Regions from separate parts of the Gossypium arboreum genome. Here region 1 is linked to region 2. The links are chromatin contacts, called in public Hi-C maps. All regions are on one chromosome and are shown on one strand. Each heading gives the region's core, a stretch centred on a gene start, on an enhancer-like site or on the middle of the called end of the contact. The rest is flanking DNA. Distances are from core to core; before and after follow the strand shown.

What was found. Hi-C and Micro-C count contacts between places; a contact is called where the count stands out from the background.
Region 1: a contact with region 2 is called in a Hi-C map of leaf, with 6 times the contacts expected there. The contact joins two enhancer-like sites. A contact is called at or near these places in 2 of 5 Hi-C or Micro-C datasets (both in leaf).

The regions. Positions count from the first base shown.
Region 1 is chr9:50,316,852-50,321,690 of ASM2569848v2, forward strand. No RefSeq gene overlaps it. Among protein-coding and RNA genes, the nearest start is that of LOC108454868, 7.4 kb to the right of the region's middle. Within about 2 kb of position 1,435, at least 2 of the 2 cell types and tissues checked have an H3K27ac peak or open chromatin away from gene starts, as enhancers often do. A contact at or near this core is called in leaf, where this site is marked.
Region 2 is chr9:50,137,268-50,142,073 of ASM2569848v2, forward strand. No RefSeq gene overlaps it. Among protein-coding and RNA genes, the nearest start is that of LOC108455699, 15 kb to the left of the region's middle. Within about 2 kb of position 3,299, at least 1 of the 2 cell types and tissues checked has an H3K27ac peak or open chromatin away from gene starts, as enhancers often do. A contact at or near this core is called in leaf, where this site is marked.

The DNA.
Region 1 (4,839 bases), core at 185-2,684, 180 kb after region 2:
TTCAACTATTTTGATCTCGATAATAATTTTTCCAGTAAACTAAAAAAAAAAGCTAAAAACAGAAGAGACGAAAGAAAAATTAAAAAGAGAGAGGAGATGAATAGTTTTTTAGTTAAAGTTTAGGGTTTAAAAATTTTAATTAATTAAATTTATTTAATTAAAAATCTATTTTCATTCCATTTAGAAATCCAAGTTGGAACTTAAAATCTAGTTTGATTGCCATATAGGATTACCGTTAGGGAGATAACGGAACTTAATGGTAGGGTGACCACTTCGTAACAAAATAATAACATAGGTGACTAAAAAATAATATTTCAAGCATAAGTGACTAAAATGTAACATGAGACAAACAAAAGTGACTATTTTTATAGATTACTCTAGTATTTAATATTTTGATAATATTTCTTTATTTCACAAATAATATTTAAAAAATAATTTATCTTTTTTTAAAATATATATTTTTAATATTTTACTATTACTTATCAATCCTTAATAATATACAAAATATTTTGTTGATAAAATATTATAAAAGTTGGCTGCACATCCATTGTCCTTAGCCTATTGAGCAGCCTGGCAAAAGTTTTAGGAAATTGTCATTCGCACCAACATTTCCGCTACAGACACTCCTTCGCCCAAGACCTTATTATGCGATTGATTAATCACGTTAGCATTCGAAGGGTTTTACTCGATTTTTAAAATTCAAAATTCGAGTTAAGTAAATGTATTTATTTTTAAAAATAATTTTAAGTAAATATTTTAATTTTTCGAGTTTGAGTTGAGTTAAATTTTACAATTTAAATAATTTAAATAACAAATTGATATAAATATCTCTTGAGTTACTGATAATTTTAAAAATATACAAATTGATCACTCTAAAAAAATTTAAAAATAAAATAATCTTCTAAAATAAAAAATATATAAAATATTTTTCCAAATTTTTATAAAATATATATAATTAAAATAAAAATTATAAAAATCTTTAAAATATATAAAAATACTAAGTTATAATATTTTTAAAAATTGATAAATTTTCCTCTTTAAATAAGTAAGTTATCAAATTAAATTATCATACTATCTTGTTTTTTTCTTTTATTTTGTTTGAATTTGTTTTAAAAGAGTTTTCAAATATTGTCAACAAGAGTTTAATAAGATAATTTTATTTTTCTTTTAAATTTAATTTGAACAAATATATTTGAATGAATTTAGAAAAATTTTAAAATAAAATATATTAACTCAAAAAAATTTAACTTCATTCGATTTAATTGGATTGTATCACTCATCTTAAATTCAGATGAGTATTTTCTTATGGCATAAAATTAAGGGGATTTTAATCACAAACGGTCGCAATCTCATTTTATGGAAGAATGCAATCCAAATGATGATTTGAGCCCAGTTCAGGCGATTTGGGTTATAGTAGACCGAGCTTACTAAACAATTTGAGTCCACATATTAACTGTAATGGGCCAGATAAGGAGACAGATAATCAACAAATTCATTATGCTGTTCTACTCAGCTCTGTTTATGAAGGAGCCCAGTTTGAGATGTTATGAAACTAATATTAACAACCCCACAATAACGTGTTTCAATGTTTTTTTTTTCCTTTTTTAGAATTATTTCGTACACTGTCTTTATACATTTTACAAGGGAATTTAGAGAGTGACAAATGCTTTAAATTTATATCATGTTATATAATCTATATAAAATTAATTTTAAATTAAATTTTATTAAGTTATAATTACTTAGTATGTTGCACAGTCAACTGCTAAAGCTGAGTATGTTGAAGTCACAATTGTTGTAAATCAAGTTATCTGGTTAAGGAAACTACTGAATGATTTGAATTTAAAACAAGAAGAAGCAACAAAGATTAAGTGCGATAATCAATCTGCTATTGCAATTGTAAAAAATCCAATGTTCTATAGAAAAACAAAACACTTCAAAATCAAGTATCACTTTATGAGAGAAGTGGAAAAAGCCAAGGAAGTAACTTTGGTTCTGCAGCTTGCAAGATCAGTTGGCTAACATTCTAACAAAATCTCTTGGGAAGATGAAGTTTGAAAAGCTGCATTATGATATTGGGGTTCACAATATAGAGGCCAATGAGGAGTGTTGCGAAGTGACCATCCATGCATTGAATAACCCTGATCGTAAGACTCTGAGCACAACAAATGTGCAAGCTCTACTAGACTGTAGGCTTGCCAAGTGTGCTAGCTCCTCACATCTGCGAGCTCACCAAACTTACGAGCTCATCAAAGCTATGAAGTCTCCAAAAGTGCAAGCTATGTTAGGTGAGCTTATACATGCGAGCTACTCTACAAGTTACCGTTGCATTAAAACAATGATACTTTTTTATAAGATGTTTGTGGTTGCTGATTAGACTTATCAGCCAATGAAGAAGCAAGTTGAATTAATCAAGTTCCAAGATTAGCCAATTTGTAATTATTTTATTATTTTTCTTAGCTTATTAAAGCTTACTTGTTCATATAAACTTTGTATTAGTTTTTTTAAGTAATGAACCAGTTAATCACAAGTTGATTTTCTCTATTTTTTTTTTATTTTTTTGCTTCTATTTCACTTCTTTTTTCATCAAATATCCAACAATTGGTATCTAGAGCCACTTATCTTTAAGGACCTGTTTCCATAAAAATGTCTTCATCAATCTCCACCTTCACCTCCATTTTTACATGTGAAAACTACCATATTTGGGTAGTAAAAATGAAAACTTATCTTCAATCCTTTGACCTTTGGGAAATAGTGAATAATGAAATAAAACCATTAGTTTTGAAACAAAATCCTAAACTTCCTCAAATGAGACAACATAGTGAGGAATGTGCAAAAAAGCACAAGGCAATGTCTTACTTGCAAAATGGCGTTTCATATGCAATCTTCACAAGAACTATGGTTTGTGAAACTCCTAAACAAGCTCAGGATATGCTCAAGGAAGAGTTCCAAGGTTCACAGAAGACGAGGTAGCAGTAGTTGATAAATCTCAGATGAGATTTTGAAAACCTTAAAATGAAGGAAGTTGGGAATATAAAGTAACATTCAGATCAAATCATAGAAGCAGTAAACCAGATTAGATTGCTAAGGGACCAGTTTTCATACAATGGAGTAGTTGAAAAGATGATTACCTCACTCCCTCTGAGACATGAATCAAAGATATATTCACTGGAGGATTCGTGAGACCTATCAACCATCTCACTCTTTGAACTAATCAATACTTTGTATGCTCAAGAACAAATAAGCGCGAGCAAAGAAAAAGGGCACGTTGAGGAAGCTTTTCAAGCCAAGAACAAAGAAGCTTCGAGCTTCTCAAATCAAAAAAGGAAAAATAGAACTGGTCAGGTAAGAAGGAAAGGTCAAAGAAAAATGGTGGAAAGAAAAAATATGAATCGTGCTCGTAATGCAAGAAGTTGGGTCACCTTGAGAAATTTTGTTGGTTCAAGCCTAATGCCCAATGCAGAAATTGCAAACAGTTTGGCCATGAAGAAAAAGTGTGCAAGAATAAAGGGCACGCACAACAACAAAACACTCCAGCACAAACTGCTGAAGCAAGTTAAGAAGAATTTATGTTCGTAGCCTCCTACGGAGCCCAGTTTGTGAAATTTTATGAACCCTCATGCGAAGCCCAGTTCGCAGCACCATGAGAACTCTCTAACAAAGAAAGTGAGAACTGGCTTGTTGACAGTAGTTGTACAAGTCACATGACTGCATGTGTGAGCATCTTCAAGAGCATTGACAAAAGGTTCCACTCTAAAGTGAAAGTTGGAAATGGCTAGTACATCGAAATAGTAGGAAAGGGAGATGTTTTGATTAAAACCTCATCAGGTACTAAACTTGTCACATATGTTCTTTTAGTTCTTGACATAGATCAAAATCTACTAAGTGTAGGTCAGTTGCTTGAGAAAAAAATATTTTATGGTCTTTAAGGACAACAAATGCTTAATCCTTGATCCAAGTCGATGTGAGCTCATATCACTAAAGATGGCAGATAAAAGTTTTTCTATCAACTGGAACTTGGAAACCTCTATAACATATACCAGCTTGCTGGATGAAACCAAATTATGACACAGAAGAATAGGACATGTTGATTACAGATCTTTAAGCCAAATTTCCAAGAACAACTTGGTTGAAAATTTATCGAGTATGATTGATCATGAAGATGCATCTGAAGTGTGCTAGCTTGGGAAACATGCAAGGCTTCCATTTTCTGCTAACAGAGCATGGTGAGCCCATGAAAAGTTGCACTTAGTACATACTGACATTTTTTAACCCATGAAACTAGTTCACCAAATGAAAGTAGGTATTTTGTATTGTTTAATGATGACTGTACAAGATTTTGTTAGGTGTACTTCATGAAGAAGAAGTTCGAGGTGGTTGAAGTCTTCTTCAAGTTTAAATCCATGGTTGGAAATCAAAATGGTTTCAAGCTCAAAATGATAAGGTCTAATAATGGGGCAGAATACACTTTAGAAAATTTTCAAAGATTCTACGAAGAGGCTGGTGTTCATCATCAGTTAAGCAATGTGTATACTCCACAACAAAATGGAGTAGTTAAAGAAAAGATAGAATAGTGATGAATATGGCTCGCTACATGTTTGAAAGTGAACTACCAAATGACTTTTGGGTAGAAATAGTAAACATAGTTGTTTACTTGCTAAATAGATCGTCAACCAAAGGTATTGAAGGGAAAACACCATTCAAAGCCTGGTATGGTTTTAAACCCTTTGTCTCACAATTAAGAGTGTTTGGTTGTATTTATTTTGTTCATGTTCTAAGAGAAAAAAAAAACAACCTGGACAAAAAATTGCAGCCATGAATTTTTGTTGGATATTCTAATGT
Region 2 (4,806 bases), core at 2,049-4,548:
ATCAATTGACATATGCAAGTCTAATTGGTTGTCTTATGTACATAATGACTTGTACAATACCAGATATTGTATATGCTATTGGGAAATTGAGTAGGTACACAAGTAATCCAAATAGCTTGCATTGGCAAGCTTTGAATAGAGTACTTAGGTACTTAAAGAAAACTATTAACTATGGATTGTGTTATAATGGATATCCTCCAGTTTTAGAAGGGTATTCGGATGCTAGTTGGATTATAAGTTTGGAAGATCATGCATCTACTAGTGGTTGTATTTTCATTCTTGATGGAGGAGCCATTTCTTAAGGTTCCAAGAAACAAACATGTATTACTGATTCCACCATGGCAGCAGAATTTATTGCATTAGCCGCTGAATCTAAAGAAGCAGAATGGTTAAGAAATTTACTTTATGATGTACCTTTATGGCCTAAGCCAATGTCACCTATTTCTATCCGTTGTGATAGTGAGGCTACTCTAGCAAAGGCATATAGCCAAGTATATAATGGAAAGTCTAGACACATTGGATTAAGACATAGTTATGTCCACCAATTAATTTCTGATGGAGTGATCACTATTAATTATGTGAGGTCAAGTGAAAATTTGGCAGATCCTTTGACAAAAAGTCTTGCTAGAGATATAGTAAAAGGGACCTCAAAAGGGATGGGACTCAAGCCCATTAATTAGAGTCACCCATGATGGAAACTTGACTCAATGCTTGGTATAACATCAAGTCTTGAGTTTAATAAGATAAAGTACATCATTAGTATGTGACTGTTAGGACTGTAAATAAATCCATCCTAAGATTAAAGTGCTAGGTTCCCGTAATGATAAGGGAATGATGAGTAATGTACTATTAATGGACCCATAACATAAAATGTTAGAGTGTTATAATTACGGGAACACTCTTGATGGGATCTACCTATGTGAGTGGAAGTATGACCGCTTCTAGGAGCTCAAGGGCTTGGTTCTGATAGCACTCATGAAAAGAGGACACAGACACATGGCCATAATAGTGTCCCTAGACACTATGCATTGACTGATGTTGAAATCATTGTGTGAGATGTATTCAGTTAATCAAATGAAATAGTTGGTTCAAAGCTTAGTCTACCATGCAATTTCGATTAACTTTAACATGTTTTCACTAAGTGAAGGTTCAACCGTAAGATACCTTTCATTTATGCAAATTGATTTTCAAGAATATCAAAATCTAAAATATTTTGAAAATGGGGGGAGATTGTTGGAACATTTTCAAATATTTATAGTGTTCCAATAACTATAAATGAATAGGTGTAATTAATCAAAAGATTATATTGTTTGATTTTTGAAAAGAATTATAACTATTTAAATAATTTTATTTGAATATTTATAATTAAATGAATAATTCTAAATATATTATTATTCAGAAAGACACCTATTGATGAAAGATGTCTCTATGAAGAGACATGAAAATTCCTATAAATAGGAATGAGATTTCATTTGGAAATCATACCATCAAATTCTAAGATTCTTTCTTTCCTTCCTTCGCTTTTCTAATATTATTAGATTATTTTATAAAGTATTACTACAAAAATCCTTTATAGAAATTGAGTTTCTTGTCATATATTGCTCAATGTGTAGTGGACTATTCTCGTCAGTACAAAACGCAAATAGTCATTGGCTTCATTGTATCGTCGAGGTTAATTTGCTTGGAACTCATTTGCACACCGAAGATAAGTGGGGGCAAATATAACCTTAAAGATAGTGGCTTAATACACGCCTTGGAGCCTTGTCCTATTTCTTCTTCTATTCGGGTTCTGTTCGTGTGTTCGAAATTTTCCTCACCGAAGTTTTGTACTAACAAGAGCTTCCACTCTTCTGGAAGCAGCTTGCTGGATTCTTTACCTTTCGTATTTGAACCTGATGATCATTGTTCCATGCAGAGCTTCCCCTAACTATTTCTTCGGATCAACCAAGGAAAAAGATGAATAAGAGAAAAAAATGAAACAGATTTGAGAAGAAGTCTCTTTGGGAAGTCATTTCCCAGCTATTTATAACTCTTTCTTCACGATTTTCAATTGTTTAGAAACCATCCATTGGCAATCATTTTGTCTCTTACTAAGGGACCAGTTGGTTCTAATTCGATCGAACTAGAATTGGATCTCAACCTTGTCCAATTTTGTTCCTAACTTTTCCTGATTTTCCAGTAGAGACTACCAGTTTATGGCTTCTTTCAATTTAACCCTTCAATTATTTCTTAATTTTCGGACATAGAGGGAACTAGGTGTGACATAACCTGAAGATTTGAAGACTTATCCTAAATTTACTGAATATATTTTCCATGCTAATTATCTTGCATTATTGATGGGAAGATTGATTATAAATGATCTAGTATGTTAGTAAACCAAAACTAATTTAAATACTTGAGATTTGAGATTGTATAGGTTCTGTACTAAGATTTTTAGCACGTCTCTGTTTAGAAAGGAACTTATATTTGTTAGTGCATTGAGTGTGAAAACATGTGAATTACTTATTTTTAGCCTAAGAGTGATCTAGATCTTAAGTGAAAAAGTGAGTTTGCTAAATTGGAGAGTGTTAGAATTTGTAATCGCTTATTGTACAAGGTGTTAAGATAATGGGTTATCTCTTTGGCAAGGTCCTGAAAACGTAAGGAAACCGAACTGCGTAAACATATTGTAGTTTTCATCTTTGTTCTTCATTAGTGCTTGAAATAGTTGGCACTGCTCGCAACACTTTTTCTGCCACTATATTTTTCTAGCAATTATCATTCTAAGGTCTTTCACATTATAAAGTTTAAAATAAATATAAACTTCGAAGAAAATAATATAAAATTTTACATTAACATTTTAATCTAACCTTATTTAAAGAAAAATAAGAAATTAAACACTTTTAAAACTAATTAAATATTCAGTTTTATAAATCTTATATAGTCGAAACTCTAATATAATAAATAAATAAAAACTTAATCTCTTAAATAATCATTTTATGTAATACAAAACTCTGAAAACTTAGGACTAGAGAATAGCACTTAGTGGCTAAAGAGACCTCCAACGAATGCCACCCACTAGAGTCATATATCTAGTTCAACTCTCGAATAATTCTTCAAAATTGATCCAATGAATTTCCTATTTTTCAAAATGGATAGAAAGGAACTCTTTTTATTACTTACTATCTTTTACTCGTAATTATCAACGAAACCCCAATATTTTACCAAATAATAATTTTGCATTGTGAGGAACTGTACAACCCTCATCGGATACTACAAAACTTGGATCAAGGCTATTTTCTAAATTTGACAATTGTTGGTTTCAAAGGCCCACCTACCACCAAGCATACTTCCACCACATTATCATTAGTATCCGTTACGAAGCCCATCGCAACATCATTTTGCAGTGCCCATTTCTCAAACTCTCACATTGCCCATCACCCATTACCTCATTCCGGTTCAGTAAACTAACTAAGCCCAATACTTCATTCATTTCAGGGGCCCCTCTTTTACTTAGTTCTCGTTTTTCATTGCATTTGTAGTTTTGAAAGTGTATTTTCCAACAAAAGCAATGAAAGTGAAAATTATCAAAATATTTATTTATATTAATTATTGAAAAGGTTTATAAAATAGATTTATTTATATTTAATATATTATTTTATTTAAATATAATTTATTATGTTTAAGTTTAAAACATATTTTATGTATTTTTAATTTTATAAATAACTTATATTAATTAATTAAAAGATATTTAAAATTTATATTTCATGTATCATTATATTAAATTATTTAAATATCATATACCTTAAATAATTTTTAACTTTCCACTATCATAGTAAAAAAAAACATTTTATCTTTCAACCATATTTTTTTACAAGACTAGAGAACTCTAAAAACAATGAAGAATTAGCCCTTAACCTTAGTATGAATGCGAATTAGAAAAGTTAGAAAGGGTTTATGTGCAAAAAGAAAAGGGTAAACTATAGAATTAGTTACTCAACTATTAGTGTATTTCTGCTTTAGTCACCAAATTATGAATATTCTTAATTTAGTCACTAATGTTTTAGATTATTTGTATTTTGGTCACTCCCGTTTTATATCATTTCTATTTTGATCACTCTTCGTTAAATGGTTAACAAAAGTGATGACATGACCTTTTTCTAATTGGAATAATAACACATTTAATCTTCAATACATACACATTCTATCAATTTGATCTTAATTCTAAATAACTTAATAAATTTAACCCACCACATTTACAAATTCTATCAATTTGATCCTAAAACATATAATTAAATATAAATTATATACTATGAAAAAATACAAAATAAAAATTATTTATATATTCTTTTATAAATAATGTTATGTGTTTATTTTAATTATAATTATAATGCTCAAATATGCATTTAGCCTCGAACTATCACATTCTCCTAAGTTCGTACATTTTTTTTGTCCTAAGTTTGTACCGAATTTTCATTCATCAAGAGTTTTGGTACTTTTTGTAATGGTATTAAATATAAGACAAATGGAACTCTTAAGTTGTGACGCATAGCATTGGTGATGCCATAATCTATTTTTTATAAAAATAATTAAAATTTTAAAAGTAGTTTTATATAAAAATTATATAGTTTTTTAAAATATAAAAGAAATTATAAATTCAAAAAATATATGTATCTAAAAATTAAAGATGTTACAAAAATAATAAGAAATCTAAAACCCAAGTTAGGAAAATTGAAAACCCATAAAATTTACATCTTTTTCTAAATAAATTGCAAACAAATTAGATGAAAATAAATTTTACAATAAATTTTCTGCTTAGAGATGGGT